2 separate regions of the Xenopus tropicalis genome follow, and region 2 is linked to region 1. A link is a contact called in public Hi-C data. All regions are on one chromosome and are shown on one strand. Each heading gives the region's core, a stretch centred on a gene start, on an enhancer-like site or on the middle of the called end of the contact. The rest is flanking DNA. Distances are from core to core; before and after follow the strand shown. Region 1 overlaps fignl2 (fidgetin). Region 2 holds the start of fignl2 (fidgetin).

Region 1 (2,632 bases), core at 58-2,557:
ATAAAAAAATATATATTAAAGGCGAAGTTCACCTCTGTATATTGGTCCAGGAAAGAGCGAAGCAGGCAAGAATTATTTCCATGTGAAGGAGAGTACAAAGCTTACTAACTGTGTCCAATCAAATGCGCACTTCACTGCATGACAATGGAATTTTCTTTGCTGATCTTAATAGAAGTGAATCAAAGTGTATCTTTATATGATAATGTTATTGCTGCCTCAATATTAAGCTATGACACATCTATGTATATCTCTACATAGCTTTATATAGCTCTATATACACAGATGTGTATTTCTATGCAACTGACACACAGATACACAGTACTGTTAGCTGTAACTAAAATTAATGTCCATGGAGTAAAACTGCAGAAAATAGGAAGCCCAAACCCAATGTTAGTCAATAGTGACTTTATTCTGTGATTAGTACTTTGAAACTACAGAAATCTGTTTATTTAGGTTCTGTGGAACAGTCAACGTTTATAAAGGAAAGCCAGTGTTCTGATTAACAGCATGATAAACTCGCAGAATTTAAAATTCCCAGATTATACGAGAATTAGAAATGATTGAAGAATTAGGAATGATATGAGCATTAGAAAATATATAAGAATTAGAAAATGTATGAGAATTTGAAATGATATGAGAATTTGAAATGATATGAGAATTTGAAATCATAGGAGAATTAGAAATCCAGCCTGTGGCGCTTATAAGATTTACTGTAACTGTATTTATCCTTTTAAAAGATTTCATTTATATTTCTGCCAGCGCCTCAAGAGTCTCGTTATAAGCCTTAAACTAACGTTCCACCAGCCAAAAAAAAAAATGCCTTTGTTCTACTGGGATTTAATTAGAAATCATTTTTGTCAATTGAAAGACCTTCACTTGGTTTGTGGCTCCTTCCACAGAATACACATAGAACAAAGCAAATAATCAAATCAGCATGTAGGAATGTTAATCACACATCAATGTCTGCAGGATAAGTAACTTTAATTGCACCGTTTCTCTGCCGATCAGTTTCCCTTCTAACTAATGAACAGAGACAAGATTGAGAAACTTGCTGAGGGCAAAACAAATTCCAAATTTTGGTGGTAGCTGGAGCCTCCATCCCCCTCTCACTTTTGCCACTTTGTTGCTTATATTACATGCATACTGATCTGTTCCTGCTCACAAAGTATTTCTAGCCCTCTGGCTAGGGGCTGTGGATAAGTTCTGGCTTTCCCAACATCTGCATCTGCACGTCCCTGTGGACCTATTGTTGCCCTTCAGCGTATGTTCTCCTTTCCCTTCTTTCATATAGACCATGGGGATAGTAAAGCTTGGGGGGTTGGGAGGTACCAGAGTACTATTCACTGACAGAGCTGCTTTTAAGCCACTTTGTGGCTAGAGCACAATTAGATTACCTAATGCATTAATTGACTTATACAGGATCACGGCTTTCATTTTGGCTACTAAAATTACACAAGAGGATTCCAAGGAGCAGCTCTGCGGGGCTTTATCCAGCAAGCCAAACACTGATGTGCCATTATTAAGCGTGCCGCAGATAGGTAAACGCTTATTAGTGATGGCAAACTGTTTCTTCCGAATAGCTCTATTTTCATGAAAATGAGGGCAGATTTTTCAATTGATTCCCCCCCCCCCTCCTTTAAAACACTCAGTGCTTTAAGAAACGGTTAGATCTTTTAGAATTGGCCTTTCATGCTGTTGTACCAAGTTTCTCATACAAGTGGGGAGCTATCTGGGAACTGGGACAAAACAGAACCTCCCTATAAAATCCTAAGGATTTAATAATGGGACCAAGACGAGCGTATAGCTTTTTTTCTACCCTAAACATTTGGACTTTTTTTTTTCATTTATTACACTTAGTTTTTAACTGTGTTTTAAGAATTTGTTGTTGAATAAATTCTTCAATGAAATTAAATAATAACAATTACAGTCAACACAGAGCTACAGAATAACAGAACGGCAGTTTCCAAACTGTTTGGGGCAGTGTCTCTTTACTCTCCTAGATACACCCAAAAGCCCAATTTAATGGTGGATGAGTTTTGGGGTGAACACTTATTTGCTGCCCAATATACACCTACATATATTTTAATGGCGAACCACAAAATGTTTTAGTATAAGTGTGTTATCAGCTAAAGTACTGGACAAATATTGGACCTTGAAAAAGTAGAAGCTTGAACCAAACAAGTTTTTAAACAACTTTATGGCAGTTGATCCCTAAATATACTAGTTCCCTGCTATGGCAACCTTACCCCTATTTCAAAAACCAAAAATGGGCAATTGGTGGCCTATCCAGATGTTGCTGAACTAGGACAATGTTCAAAGGGGATCCCATGTCCAACTCATACACTAAAACCAATGTCTTGCTGTATACCAGTTTCATTCCACAGGAATATATATCACCAATAACACCTGGCATACTATTATTTTCAGCCTGTTTGGGTTCACACACCACACTGTAAGAAGAAGCATTTAGTTGTGCATCTAACCCATTACAATGTGCCTGCTGAGATGCCAAATTTGACATCCTGGGGCTTATCTGAAGTCCTGCGGAGTGCTGACACAGAACATAACACAAAGGAGAAAAGACCAGGGATGCATTTCAGGCAGTGTATAGAGAATACAGAGCATTTGTATA
Region 2 (2,632 bases), core at 56-2,555, 48 kb after region 1:
CATCATCTCTTGTGGCTTTCCAGGAGTTATACTAATCAGATGGAGATATTGTGCAGCATTCCCAGCGCGTGCTGCCTCATACTGTTTATCCAGCTGCACAGAAATCCCATGCAATAAGCACAAGCTTTTGGTTTTCTGCTGTCCTACAATGACCATGGCTCTCTCCCCTTGCAAACATAGCAAAATCCACCCCATTGTTCCCAATGAGCCTCCCCAGCAAAGTCAGCTTTGTATTGCAAATGCACAACTTCATCTCCGCATTCCCTGTAACACTATAATATGTTCTGGCCCTGCTGATAATGCAGCTTGCTCTCCCTACCTTATAATAATGATGGGGAAAAACACATTCTAGGCTGGATACCCAAGTGTCCAACACTGATACAGTCCACAGCTCCCAATAGTTTTTTGGAACAACATACACACATCAGTGCAGAGTGATTGCAAGAGAAACTGCAGTTCAATGGGGGATATAACTGGATAAATATATAAAGTGCATTGCAATCACACCCTTTCTATATCCATAAACAATAACATAAAGTTCCAGTAATGCACTAAGAGTAAGTAACCTGGATTGTGCAAGCTAAATGCAAGTTAAAAGTTATGTAGATCTGAGCCCATAGAGAAGCAGTAGCAGCAAAGACTGTTATTGAATGGGGCAAATAAACCATGCCAGTCACTGCCACCCCCATTATTAACCCCTATGGTGGCCCTATGCTGCAATGCGTTGCCATATCCCCTTGCGACAGAGGGGCAGAGAGGCGATGAAGCCGCAGTTGGGAAGCCCCGGTGTGCAGCCCGGACCAGCAGAGCACTCGCCCTCCCCAGAAATTCCTTAGCCAAGCGGTCTCCTTACCTTGTGTTGGCAGGAACATAGTGCTGTGCCCGGGCGGTTCGAGTAATCCAGACTGGCAGCGCAATGGGAGTGAGTGGCACTCAGGGGCACATGTGTGTGTGTGACAGCAGGCTGCCAGGGCTGCAATCGCTAGGGCATCCCCTGCTTCCCCTCCCCCTTAGCACATCCCTTCAGCCTTTCACTCCTTCCAAAACTATATTAGCCAGCAGCAGGGGGGAAAAGTGACCAATCAAGCCTTCTAGGCTGGCGTGCCTTCCTTCAGCCCCACAGTGCGATCGTGTGTGCGACTGTGCGGCGCTGCTGCTGTTGGTGCGACTGCTGCTGCCTGGTGTCCTACAGGCGGCACATGGGAAGGAAAAGTGTGGAGATGTTATCAGGGAGAGGGCAATGAATAGCGCTTGGCCAGAGGTGGAGGGATAGCGGCAGGGCTTACAAAGAAGGGAGAGTGGAATGAGAGAAGGGGAGGAGGAGGAGGGTGGGGAGGAAGGAGGGAGGGAGGGTGCTGCTGGGCGCTCTCTCTCTGCTTCTGATCACTTTAGATTTTTAGCTGCCTGACACCAAGGAGAGGGTGCCAGTGTGGCTCTGGGGTGGCAGCCCAGCACATAGGCAGTAGTGCCATCTTCCTCATGGGTGCCTGACACCAAGGAGAGGGTGCCAGTGTGGCTCTGGGGTGGCAGCCCAGCACCTAGGCAGTAGTGCCATCATACTCATGGGTGCCTGACACCAAGGAGAGGGTGCCAGTGTGGCTCTGGGGTGGCAGCCCAGCACCTAGGCAGTAGTGCCATCATACTCATGGGTGCCTGACACTAAGGGAAGGGTGCCAGAGTGGCTCTGGGGTGGCAGCTCAGCACATAGGCAGTAGTGCCATCATACTCATGGGTGCCTGACACCAAGGAGAGGGTGCCAGTGTGGCTCTGGGGTGGCAGCCCAGTACATAGGCAGTAGTGCCATCATACTCATGGGTGCCTGACACCAAGGAGAGGGTGCCAGAGTGGCTGTGGGGTGGCAGCCCAGTACATAGGCAGTAGTGCCATCATACTCATGGGTGCCTGACACCAAGGAGAGGGTGCCAGTGTGGCTCTGGGGTGGCAGCCCAGCACATAGGCAGTAGTGCCATCTTCCTCATGGGTGCCTGACACCAAGGAGAGGGTGCCAGTGTGGCTCTGGGGTGGCAGCCCAGCACCTAGGCAGTAGTGCCATCATACTCATGGGTGCCTGACACCAAGGAGAGGGTGCCAGTGTGGCTCTGGGGTGGCAGCCCAGCACCTAGGCAGTAGTGCCATCATACTCATGGGTGCCTGACACTAAGGGAAGGGTGCCAGAGTGGCTCTGGGGTGGCAGCTCAGCACCTAGGCAGTAGTGCCATACTCATGGGTGTAGTATAAAGTACACTCCCCTGTGCCAACCGAACTCCTCTGCCCGGAGCAGCAGAAATGAAACGAATTTTAGCATAGAATTTTCACTGATGAGTTTATGGTTCCATTCAACTTTCTCTGCCTGCTCTCTATAGTTATAAAGGGTGTCAGTCACCAATTACAGCCCAATTACAGTGCGAAATGGGCACTTATACTGGGGACAAAGTATCAGAAAAAAACATAGTAAATGGAATTTTGTGGTACAGTTAGATATTTTCAATATAAACATCAGAGAGAGATTCCCAGCCTGCAGGTGCAGCCTTCCTATTGTTGTGCAACTGCAACTCCCCCACTTCCCACCCCAGCATGCTCCATGCTTCCAGCAGATGGGGGGCCCCAATCTTCATGCCTTGCCATGGCTCTT

What was found. A called contact is a pair of places that touch in the nucleus more often than the background predicts.
Region 2: a contact with region 1 is called in a Hi-C map of gastrula embryo, with 1.8 times the contacts expected there. The contact joins the promoter of fignl2 here to the enhancer-like site in region 1. A contact is called at or near these places in 3 of 5 Hi-C or Micro-C datasets (gastrula embryo, neurula embryo and tailbud embryo).

The regions. Positions count from the first base shown.
Region 1 is chr2:142,872,449-142,875,080 of UCB_Xtro_10.0, forward strand. All of the region lies in intron 1 of fignl2 (fidgetin), which reads right to left. Among named protein-coding and RNA genes, the nearest start is that of fignl2, 48 kb to the right of the region's middle. Within about 2 kb of position 1,308, at least 2 of the 11 cell types and tissues checked have an H3K27ac peak or open chromatin away from gene starts, as enhancers often do. A contact at or near this core is called in gastrula embryo and neurula embryo, where this site is marked.
Region 2 is chr2:142,920,606-142,923,237 of UCB_Xtro_10.0, forward strand. fignl2 (fidgetin) reads right to left here and starts at 1,306. Exons shown (of 3, transcript XM_004911907.3): 1 at 854-1,306.